2 separate regions of the Hordeum vulgare genome follow, and region 1 is linked to region 2. Evidence: chromatin contacts called from public Hi-C data. All regions are on one chromosome and are shown on one strand. The core of a region is the stretch at or near the end of the contact, and the rest is flanking DNA. Distances in the headings are between cores, read along the strand shown. Region 1 holds the start of LOC123434184 (kinesin-like protein KIN-7K, chloroplastic). Region 2 has its middle 68 kb from the start of LOC123398970.

Region 1 (6,515 bases), core at 218-2,717, 150 kb before region 2:
TCCCTTCACAAATATTCTGTATCTATAGCTTGAACAAGCTTTCAAGCATCCACTGGTCATGGAGAACAAATTGGGCCATGGGACCTGTACTAGCATTGCCTATGTAAACCGTAAATCTCGCCGTCAAGTCAACTGAAATTCACAGCATACTTAGTAAGGGCAATTGAGAGCTCACGGTCTTCTGCAGTCTCCATGAAAACAGTCTTCAAGGCATACTGAAGTCAACACTAGTTGTCGACTAAACAATACCAGCTGCCTCTTAAGAAAATGTGAACCAGGACTAAAATTTTCAGTTCTTCCTCCCTTGTCTTGGCTCTTATGAATTCGTCAGCCCACAATACTAGCGACTCCATACTAATTTCAGTAGTACCTCACTTATGGTGTAAAGCATGTACTCCCTCGTCCCAAATTACTTGTTGCGGAAAGGATGTACCTAGACGTATTTTTACAAGGGAATTTGTGACTATGTATAAACATCATATATCAGTTAAAGCGTGTATGTGACTGTGTAAGCATGCATATTTCACCAATGTACCCAGGAAAAAGAATTGCATCCAATAGCCGAACCGAACCAATGTCATCCTCAAAATTTGCATGAATAATCCAAGCTCCCAAATCACAGAAAGCTGAAATGTACTATTCAGGTACCTAACTTACCAAATCACCAATCCCACAACCTACATTGCCAAATCCCCAAATATACCGACGAAGCAACAAAGCTCAGCTGCTTACCATAACCATAAGCCGATGGCTGGACGTAGTCACACCGCACAAGACGATCCCCATCGGGATACCACGTGATCTCGTCGCCGCGCTGGATCTCCCGTTCGCTGCAACCACATCGAATCCAGCTCAAATCAGTCGGAATACTGGCAACCGCGCCGCGGCAGAAACACACGGCAACAGCGGCCGCAAGCAGATCCCCGCAGCCCCCTTCCCAGATCCCCACCTGAGTGGCCGGAAGCGGATGGTGACGGAGATGCTGTCGCCTGATCGGGAGGTGTCCTCAATGACGAGCTCGTCCGCGCTAGGGAACGGCACCGGAGCAGGAGCCGGCGGCGGGGCGGGGGCGGAGCGGCGTCCGGGGGTGGTGGACCTCGAGCCCCCGCCCCCGCCGCCGCCGTACGAGGAGACGGAGGATGACGAGCGCGGGATGAGCCGCCCGGCCATGTAGGAGCTGGAGGAGGAGGAGGATGTCGGCGGGCGGCGGCTCCCCGCGGAGAACGGCGAGCTGCTCCGCCTCGACGAGGACGACGAGGACGGCCGCGACGACATCGCGGATCTCGCACGCACGCGGCGGCGGGGCGCTGCTCGGCGCGGCGCGACGCGGGGGGGCGCGAGGCGGAGAGGGAGGGGAAGGTATCCGAAGGTCAGAGGCTTCACATGGCCTGCTGCTCCATTCAATCCAAAAGAGAAGGGAGGCCGCTGCGTCGCGAGATTTTAAAAGCGAGACGACACGCAGCAGCAGTATCAGAAGCGGCACGGGAGGAAGGAGGCGGGGGAAGAGGAGGCTGTACTGGCGCTGGCGCTACTACCCCGGCTCGACGCAGCGTAGGTGGGGGCCACGTCGGCCACGTGGCGGCGCAGTAACACTGGGATGCTGGGGCTGGTACGCCCGCGCGGCCCACCCGTCGGCGGCGGCGGTGGGGGCTCGGGTGATTTGAAATGGGGAGGACGGGGAGGCGGGTTGCGTGCGGCGGGCGGGAATGACTGCGGCGTGTTTCGCTTTCTGCGGGAGTTTTTATTGTCCTCGGGGAAAGGGAAGCGGTGGCCGGTGGGAAGAGGGAAGAGGGACGGCAGGGTCCAGGGTCCAGGGGCGTGAGGTGGGGAAAAAAAACTGAGGTGCGGTGGCGAGAGTGAGACGGGTGGTGGCAGCGTGCGGCTTTCCTGGAGGGGCACGCGATCTGCTGCCACTGCGGCAGCTGAGCGCTGACGCTCTGGGGGAGCTGGTTGGTGCGTGCGGTCAACAGCTTTTGGCCCTGTTTGATACTCTAACTCGGTTAGAGGTTAGAGTTAGATTCTAACTCTAGACTAACCCTAAACTAACTCTAACCAAAGAGGTGTTTGGATGGAAGGGTTAGATTGCCAATAAATGCATTTTTTTCAATTATTTGGCTTCTTTATCTAGGATTTTGTGTGGTGGAGGGAGAGAGAAAAGTAACTTTTTTAGGCCCCACCTAACTCTAACCCAAAAAAGCACCTCTTGGATGGGTTAGATTTTTGGGGTGTGTTAGATGCATCTAACCCACTCTAACACGCCCTGTTTGGATTTTTAAGGGTTAGATGAGTTCAATCTAACCAACTTTAACTCTAAATCTAGGATCCAAACAGGGCCTTTGCTCGGTTCGTTGGGCTTTTTAAACCCGGCGTTTTATTTGCTTGCTTATGATGGGATTTAAAATACGAATTTCAACTTGCGAAAGAGACCGCCGCTCGTCTGGAGTCGTAGTACCGACTGCCGAGTATGTTTGGCACCGCAGTTGTGAATATGTGGTAGTAGACGAAGACAATCTGGACATTGTCTTTTCCGTCCTCTTAATTTAAACGAAGTCTAATTGATCTGAAATTTTTTAAAGATTTTTTCTGAATCAAAAAAAATATCAACAAACAAAGAAAGAAGACTCGGAGTCACATGAGGACCTCACAAGCCAACCCGGCACGGCCTCAGCCTGCGTCCTGTTGGCTTATGGGCCCCTCGAGGCTCTCCCGACTCCGTTCTTTCGTTTATAATTTTTCAAATAACCTAAAAACCCTCGAGGCAATATCGAAACACTTTTTACATCGCCGCAAGTTTCTGTTCCGTCGGTAGATCATTTGGAGCTTCGTTTCGACACCCTGCGGGAGGGGGATCGATCACGGAGGGCATCTTCATCAATCTTGTTGCCCTTGTGATGATGTGTCAGTAATTCATCACACACCTACGAGCATGTAGCTACTACTAGATGGCAATCTCTCTCCCCCCCTCTCTCTCTTGACATTTAATACAATTTCTTCGATGAGAAAAGTACGAAGATGCGATGATCTTTGTATTGAAGATCAAGAGATAGAAAGATTGTCGTTTAGATACTAACTACGGACCCGTAGGTGTGTGGTGAACTACTCACATATCATCACGAGGGCACCAAGGTTGATGAAGAGGTCCTCCATGATCGATCCCCCTCCGATAGAGTGTCGGAACGGAGCTCCAGATGGAATCGCTATGGATCACAGACTTACGGCGATGTAAAAAGTGTTTCGTATATATCTATAGGGTTTCTGAAATATTTGAAAATTTAGATGAGAGAACGAGGCAAGAGGGCCACACGGAGGCGACAAGGCATCACGGCGCGGCCACCCCCTGTGGTCGCGCCATGTTGCCTTGTGGGCTCCTTGTGTTGCTTTAGGTCTCCTTCCGAAGCTTCAGGTCTTCTTTTGGTTTGGAAAAAATCATAAAAAAGTTTCATGGAAATTGGACTTCGTTTGGTATTAAAAACGTGAAAAACAAAAAACATGCAGAAAACAACAACTCGCACTGGGCACTGGGTTAATAGGTTAGTGATAAAAATAATATAAATTGATGCATTATGATCCAAAAAGTATTTTAAGATGGTAATATAACAGCATGGAATAATCAAAAATTATAGATACGTTGGAGATGTATCATGCACAAAGCAATAAAAATTGCTCCTAAACATGTATGGTCTTTTATTGTAAGAGAAAATATTCTTTGTACGATCTTGTGATGGCAAATAAATAAAAGTGAGAGATTGTGTGATAAAGTTTGCTATCATAAATGGCAATATAAAGTGATGTTTCTTTCCATTAAGAGTTTGCACATCTAAAAATAAAAAGTGGATGACAACCTCTCCTTCCCTCTGTGAAGGCCCTATTTTTTACTTTCATGTATTTACTTTTATGCAAGAGTCAATAATGTTTATTCGTGTTCCTACATATTAACTCTCTAGTTAGCAAGCATCATATGTTGGGGAAAGATTCATATATATATATATATATATATATATATATATATATATATATATATATATATATATATATATATATATATATATATATATATATATATATATATATATCCAGTTGGATATAGGTGGTCACGATTCATTATTGTTGACATTATCCTTGAGGTAAAATAGTTGGGTGGCAAAAACAATAAAGTCTCTATCTTTCTATGTGTCCGATGAAAGCATTAGCTCCAAAATTATGCAATGAGTGTTGGCAATCATAGAAGACTAAATGATAGTTGAGTATGTGAACTTGCTGAAATGAGAGCTCTTACATAGTTTCTTCTTGAAATATGATGGATTAAGATTGTCTCAATGACTAAGAACATAGTTTGTTGATTGTCAATAAAGTTTATGCTTCATACTTCAATGTTATGGATAGATTAATACTTTTTCATGAGAATTTATATGATAAAAAGTTTGTTGCTATGTTAATATTTATGATAATTTCGTGTTTGTATTTTGTTTTTATCGACAACTCTCTCTCAAATCATGTGGTCGTTATTATCGAGTTCGACTTTTGCTTGAGGGCAAGCGAGGTCTAACCTTGGGGGAGTTGATACGTCCATTTTTCATCATGATTTCCTATTGATATTTATGTTGTTCTTGGTCATTATTCCACTTTATGATACAATTCTTATGCCTTTTCTCTTTGAATTTACAAGGTACATAACAAAGAGGGCAATCGCGGGGAACTGAAATTCTGGACCTGAAAACCAAGAAAGAGGGTGAAAGTTCACTAGACTCCAAATGACCTGAAACCTCATGGAGAATTTTTATGGAATGTATAAGAATTATTACGCCCAAAGAATACTATAGGAGGACCACCTTCTGGCCACAAACCAACATGGCGTGCCCACCCCCCTAGATGCGCCATGTTAGCTTCTAGGGACCATGCAGGTGCCCTCGTTCCCCTCTTCTCCTATAAGGTGTGTTTTGACCTGAAAAAAATCAAGAGGATACTTTCAGGACGAAGCACCGCCATATCGAGGTGGAGACCTGGACAGAGGCCCTTTTGCTCCCTGTTAGAGAGATACTGCCAGGGAAACTTCCCTCCACGAGGGGAAGATCGAAGCCATTGTCATCACTCATCACCAACGCTTCCTACTTCGTGGGAGGACCAATCTTCATCAACATCTTCACTAGGACCATCTTATATCAAACCCAAGTTCATCTTCTATACTCAATCTTCGTCACAAAACCTAAGACTCGTACATTTGGGTTACTAGTACTGTTGATTACATCTCGTAGTTGATCCTAGCTGGTTTATTTGGTGGAAGATCTTATCTTCATATGCTTAATTCTCATTATTGCACCTCTAATCTTGAACATGTTAATGATGTGTGAGTAGTTACTTTTGTTCATGAGGACATGGGAGAAGTCTTGTTATGAGTAATCATGTGAAGTTGGTATTCGCTCGATATTTTGATGATATGTATGTTTTTCCTTTCTTAGTGGTGTGGTGTGAACGTCGACTACATGACACTTCATCATATTATGGGCCTAAAGGGAAGGCATTGTATAGTAATAAGTACATGATGGGTTGGTAGAGTGACACAAGATTAAACCCTAGTTTATGTGTTATTTCATAAGGGGGTGAATTTGGATCCACTTGTTTCATACTATGGTTAGATTTATCTTAATTCCTCTTTCGTAGTTGCGAATGCTCGCTGATACGTCCATTTTGCATCATAAATTACTATTGATATTTGTGTTATTCTCGTCCATTATCCCCTATTAACATACAATTATTATGTCCTTTCTCTCTGAATATGCAAGGTACATCACTCAGAAGGAAATATCTGGGAAACTGGAATTCTGGATCAGGAAACCGAGAAAAAGGCAAAAACATCAACTTTCTCCAAATGACCTGAAATTTTATAGAGATTTTTTCCGGAATATCTAAGAATTATTGGGCCAGAAATATACCAGAGGGGGGCCACCTACTGTCCACAAGGCAACAGGGTGCGGCCACCCCTGTGGGAACGAAAGTATGTCTAAAGGGGGGTGATTAGACTACTTGACAAGATAAATTTGTTGCCTTTTCCCAATTTTACTTGAGAGGCAGCTACGACAGTTATAACAAGTCAAGTACACCCTACACATGCAGTTCTAATAGTATAGCAGCGAAAAGTAAACATGCAAGTGTAAATAGAGGACTAAGGTAGGGAGATCAAACGCATGAGGTTGACACGACGATTTTTGGCATGGTTCCGATAGGTGGCGCTATCGTACGTCCTTGTTAGTGGATACTTCAACCCATGGAGGGTAACGACTGCGAGAGTCCACAGAGGGCTCCACCCATGGAGGGTCCACAAATAAGCGGCCTTGTCTATCCCACCACGGCTTTCGTCCACACAGGACTAACCTTACTCACGATAGATCTTCACGAAGTAGGCAATCTCCTTGCCCTTACAAACATCTTGGTTCAACTCCACAACACGAAGTAGGAGGCTCCCAAGCGACACCTAACCAATCTAGGAGGCACCACCCTCCAAAAGGTAATAGATGGGG
Region 2 (6,151 bases), core at 2,400-4,899:
GGCCAGGAGGAGACGACACACGTGTATACTTTCTCTCCAAGTTATGCCGAAGGGCAATGGAGTAGGCTTGATGAGCCTACCCCGAGGTTACCCCCCCCCCGTCATCACGAGGTACAACCGATGTCAAACCGCGGTCGCTTGCCAAACGACCAACCGCTAGTTCATTCCCCTTCCGCCTCGCGAGCGCCTGCCCGCGACCGAGCCCCAGCCACCGAAAGTCGCATCGGCACTGCCCAAGTCGTCGTGGTCGTCGCCGCCGTCGCCCCAAATCGCCGCCGCCGTCGTCACCCGCCATAGCCCGCGTCGCCTCCCCCGCCGAAGGGCGTCTCGCAGCCGCCCTGGCACCACCATTTCGGGAAGCAGTCGCGGCTGGATTCGCCGACTCCGGCGGTCCTCTAGCCCATATAGCTCCGCTCCGTCGGTCGACGAGCTCCCTTCTCCTCTGTTCCGTCGTCCGCAACCATCCGCAGGAGCGACCAATCCAACCGCCGACCATCTGCTTCCACCCCGCGCACAAGGTGTTCGACAAAATTCCCCAAGGTAAAAAACGACAAAACTTGATGATTTAAATTGGGATTTGATAGTATGTTTGACATTGGATGTCTGCATTGTAGATGATCTCGGTTGACTCTTCATTCGTGGATGATTCATCATGCGAGGAACTTGATTTGCATGAAGAAGAGGACATTGCTATGCTAGTGGTCATGCACAAGGGGAAGAAGCCAAAGCACGATGGTGTTGTCTAAGGTAGTGCGTTCATTTAGAGAGAACAAATTGATGCGCACAAACGGTGGATGCACAACTACTTTGGATCACCACATGTTTTCCCGTAGAATTAGTTCCGACGCCGTTTCACAATGTCGAAAGACTTGTTCATCCCCATTTGCAATTCCGTGAAGCAGCACAATCCAGCCTTCAAGCAGAGAATGAACTGTGCTGGGTTGCTTGGCCATAACATTGAACAGAAGGTCACTGCCGCTTTGCGCATGATGGCATATGGTGTTCCGGCAAATTACATTGATGACAACTTGGCGATGGCAGAGAACACTGCTATCTTCTATGTTAAGCAATTTGCAATGACTATGGTAGAAGTGTTTGGTCCATAATACTTGAGAGCACCCAATACCGAGGACACTGAGAGGCTTTTGGAGATGGACAAAGCTCGAGGGTTTCCAGGTATGCTCGGGTGTATGGATTGCATGCATTGGAAACAAAAAAACTGCCCAAAAGCATGGCATGGACAATTCAAGGGTCGTGCGAAGGATGCCACTATCATTCTTGAGGCAATTGCCGATCATGAAACATGGATTTGGCATGCATATTTTGAGATGTCTGGATCTTGCAATAACATCAACGTGCTCGACCGGTCACCTTTGTTTGCCAAGTTAGCAAATGGAGAAGCACCACGAGTGACCTTGGAAGCAAATGAACGCACATATAACTATGGGTACTATCTTGCAGATGGGATCTACCCAAGGTAGAGAAGATTTGTCAAGCCGGTTGCAGAACCCGAAGGTAAGAAAGAACTTGTCTTCACAATGCACAAGCGGTCGTTAGAAAATATGTTGAGAGGGCTTTTGGGATTTTTCCATCTCAATCTTCTATTGTGCGAGGACCATCTAGATTCTCGGATCATAAGATTCTTTGGTCCATCATGACTACTTGCGTGATTATGCACAATATGATCATTGAGAACGATCATGGACAACATTTATATTACAATTTCTATCACTTGATGGGCATTTCTGTTAACCCTATGCGAAAAACAGCGCATCAGACGTTTCATGAAGGTGTACAACGAAATTAGAGACTATGATGTGCATGATCAATTCAAGAAAGATTTGATGAAAGAGCATTGGAAATGGCAGGCCGAAAGAGCCGCATACATTCATTATTTGTTTGTGAAAAATTATGTTGTATTGTGCAAAAATATGTTGTATTTGTGTTGCATCTGTTCTCGTAAATTTGAAGAACTGTGTAGTAATTTGATATTGTGGACATGTATAATTTTTTTATGTTGTTTTTAGATTTTTTTTGTAATATGTGTGGTTGTACAGTGTCTGAACAACAACCGCGCGGCCACCAACTGGTTTTGCATCTACGTTCTGGACCATCTGTTGAAGTTTTTTTTTTTTTTTTTACATCTCTGTTTTAGACCATCCGTTGTAGTTAAACCTTGTCCAGAGATGTAAAAATTATTTTTTAATGCTCGAAATGTGGACCATCACCAATTTATAAAATATTAAAATATACATCATCTATTAAAGATGCTCTTAAGATGTTCTAGTTGATTACTGCGGTCACTCTAAACAAAGACGTCGTGAATTCTAGTCACGCCGAATGCACTCTCTTTTGAAGTTTAACAGAAATCGTCGTTTGCACTCTATTTTGAAGTTTAATAGAAAATCAAAGGCGTCATATAGTGCAAATCCTCTTTGGCGCGACACGCACCCGTTATAGTGCAATTTGGGCCGACAAATCTTGACTTTTTTTTCTGATATAAAGACACAAAAATGAGCAGCGGTGCGAGGTATCGAACTCTAGATCAAGTTAATAGGCAGTAACCACCGCGCTACCTCGCCTCACCTGATGAGTAACATTGGTTTGCATCTTTTATTATTTACTTTTTTCTTTTCTGTTTTTCATTTTTGTTTTTGCGTTTTTCATTTCTTTTTTAATTTTTCTTCTTCCAGTCACGATGATTGTCTTTTTTTATAATTTGTGAACTTTTTCTTCAAATTGATGAACGTTTTTCAAAGTAGTTGAATTTTTTTCATATTTAATTTATTTTTTGAAAAATTGATGAACTTTTTCCCCCAAATTAACTAATCTTTTTTTCAAATTGGATGAACTATTTTACAAACAGACGAACTTTTTTAAATGTGTTGTATTTTTTAAATTTATGATCTTTTTTCTAATTTCTATGACCTTTTTGCAAAATTGATGAGAGTTGTTTCAAATCTATGATTTTTTTTCAAATTTTATGAACAAAAATCATGAACCTTTTTCAGGTTTTTAAACTTTTCTCCAAAATGATGAACTTTTTTCAAAAATCCATAAACTTTTTTTAAGAACGAAGAAATTTTATTCAATATCGATGAACTTTAATTGATAATTGATGATTTTTTCCAAAATTGATGAACTTTTTTCAAAATTGATTTTTTTCAAAGAACGAAGAACTTTTATTCAAAATTGATGAACTTATTATTGAAAACAGATGTAGTATTTTTATAACTTATGAACCTTTTTATAAATTGAATGTATCTTTGCAAAACGATGAACTTTTTTCAAAATTGATGAACTTTTTCAACTTTGAACCTTTTTGAAATCGTTGAATTTTTTTAACTCATGAAAATTATTTGAATTATTGGTTTTTTGGGTTATGTAAACTTTCAAATTTTCTTCAATTTTTTTAAAATCACAATTTTCTACTTTATATATGCAATAAATTGTGTGGCTATACTTACTTCTTAAATAGTGTGCGCCCTAATGATTTACTAAAGGCTGTTTGGTCTAGTGGTTGGGCAACTCACGAGAGCCGATTTTTGCGTTATTAATGATTTTTCACGGTGCTGCGTTTAGTGGAATGGGCCAGCTTCAAAATTGGCCCAACAAAGTAACCGTGCAGGCGCCAAGTTGGATAAGGGTTCGCATCATATGGGCTTTGGGTCTTAACATGTCCGTGATCATAGAAATCAAAGGAAAAAACAGGCCCACACATGAACGAGGAATTAATTATAGACGGGTATAACAGTTTCTTTTTAGTCCTTACCTAATACTAAAGCGGCTACTCCTTCTGTCCGTTCACCGTCGTGGTAGTTTCGCAAAACATTCCCTATGTTTACGAGAAATCAACCAGCAGTCCCGTCATAAGTCAGCCCCGAACCGGTACACAGGAGAGAAAAAACATCGCCCAACACGACCATTCCTCCTCGATCCCATCTTGACCTCCATCCCGCCGCCACCTCGTGCCCCGTGTCGCCGGCCCCACACCGCGTCGACCGGGACCGCGTCCTTCCCCAAACGACGGCGATGATGGAGGACGTCGCCCAGGTCATCTCCACCTCCATCCCGCCACCACCTCCTCCCCCGTGCCGCCTGCCCCACACCGCATCGACCGGGACCACGTCTTTCCCCAAACGACGGCGATGATGGAGGGCGCTGCCCAGCTCCTGACCGACGGATTCACCGGTTCCATGCTCCTCGGGGACAACCCCTCCCCCGTGACGGGTCGCGCATCATCTTGGAAGCCCATTGGGGCTATCGCCGGTGCTAGAGTCCTGCGCGGCCTTGTGGGCGGGGGACAGAGCGGCGGGGTCCATGGTCCGATGTCGATGTGGTGCTACGCCGACCATCCTGGTGTGGCGTTGATGGATCTGGCGATGGGTGCGGCGTTTTGCTCGGTGGTGACGACATCCTCTTAATCTAGAGAAAGAGAGAGATACACGGTGTGAGGGGGATAGGAAAGATGCTGGAATTCTATCTACTTTTGGGCCATCCCAATATATCATTTCAGAAATTCCTAATAAATCCTAGAGGCCCACGCAACCCATTTGTGCAAGGCAAGAGGTGGAAAAGTTTAGTCCCACATTGCTAGTTTAGTGGATGTTGAACCTCCTTATAAGGGAGGATGTTTCCAAACATGTATGAGCATGAGAACAAGAGAGACATACACGCGCGCTCCTCCTCTTCCGCCACCCACCTCGCCTCGTCACGACGTGTCGCGGGTTGCGGGAATGAATTCCGAGCCGAACTAATTTTTTGCCACGCACGACTGGTATACGAAAGGTCACTCGAAAGTTGAACGTTTTTTTGCTGTAGTAGACATTGAACACAAACGCTGCACCCTTTGGCTGTTGTCTGTTCGTTTCATCTCCATCGTTCTCTCCAGCTCCCGTCACTGGCCTCTTGCCTCCTTCTCGTGCGCCTATAAGATAGAGGTCGCTCCTCTCTCGAGAGACGCATCAGAACTTCCTCTTGCCACCGGTTCCAAACTCTGTGCTGCTGCTACGTTCTTCCCTATCCCGGTTTGCAGCGTGCACTGTAGGTAAGGACAATAGATCTCCGAAACCCCGTCTCTTTGGATCCTGTACGGGAGAAGGGCGATAAGGTTTTTGGGGAGCTCTCAGCGCGACTACTGGCTTTCATCACGGACACAGACGATCACTTCCCGGACGACGACTTCTTCCCCGACGTGGACCACCTCTTCGGCATCATGGCCAACGACAACGCCAACACCAACTCCACTGTTGCTGCTACTGCAACTCAGTACGTGTTTGTGTTCCTTTTGTTTGAGTTCCTACCGCAACTTTTTGTTGTAGTCTCTTTTCTAGATATGTTCTGTTCCCGCTCATCTTGTCATATGCTTATTGCATACTCTCTCTATTATCACATGCTTTATCTTATAATTGCTATGGTAGTTGTGATTTATCTATTATTTCTGCTAGTAAAATCACTTGGTAAATCACTCATATTTCCAACAATCCAAAAACCTTATTATATGCAATTTACTCCGAGTGGTTTTGCTGCTTCCATGAGACCTCTTATATTTGAGGGTATCCACTATAAGAGGTGGCGAGTGAGAGTCGTTCTATGGTTTCAAACCATGAGCTGCTTTGATGCCACACTTGGCAAACCTGAAGGAGATTATGATACTCAACAGGAACAAGCTTTCCAGAAAATGGATACCTTGTTTAAGGCTGCTCTCTTGAGTGTTCTTGGTGAGAACATAGTTGATGCGTATGCGTCAATTGATAATGGAAAAGATATGTGGGATGCACTCGAGGCCAAGTTTGGGGTGTCGGATGCTGGCACTGAGCTGTACATCATGGACAAATTCTATAACTAGAGGATGACTGAAGAGCGCTCCATGGTTGAGCAAGCTCACGAGATACAGTCATTTGCTAGAGAACTTGAGCACTTCAATTGTATGCTACCAGACAAGTTTGTTGCCGGAGGCATCATCAATAAACTTCCTCCTTCGTGGAGGAACTTTGCTACCTTACTCAAGCATAAGAGGCAGGAGTTTTCCGTTCCGGATCTCATTGGTACTCTTGATGTGGAAGAAAAGGCGAGAACAAAAGACACACATGCTCGAGGTATTGAGGGAGGATCTAGTGCCAATCTGGTACACAAGAAACACTTCCAACCC

Evidence for each region. A called contact is a pair of places that touch in the nucleus more often than the background predicts.
Region 1: a Hi-C map of leaf shows a contact between it and region 2, with 3 times the contacts expected there. The contact joins the promoter of LOC123434184 here to the enhancer-like site in region 2. A contact is called at or near these places in 1 of 6 Hi-C or Micro-C datasets (leaf) and 1 of 1 datasets of contacts at active chromatin or transcription factors (embryo).

The regions. Positions count from the first base shown.
Region 1 is chr1H:330,077,144-330,083,658 of MorexV3_pseudomolecules_assembly, reverse strand. It overlaps LOC123434184 (kinesin-like protein KIN-7K, chloroplastic), which reads right to left and starts at 1,467. Exons shown (of 25, transcript XM_045115498.1): 1 at 950-1,467; 2 at 733-830. The coding sequence starts at 1,275.
Region 2 is chr1H:329,929,424-329,935,574 of MorexV3_pseudomolecules_assembly, reverse strand. No RefSeq gene overlaps it. Among protein-coding and RNA genes, the nearest start is that of LOC123398970, 68 kb to the right of the region's middle. Within about 2 kb of position 3,649, at least 1 of the 3 cell types and tissues checked has open chromatin away from gene starts, as enhancers often do. A contact at or near this core is called in leaf, where this site is marked.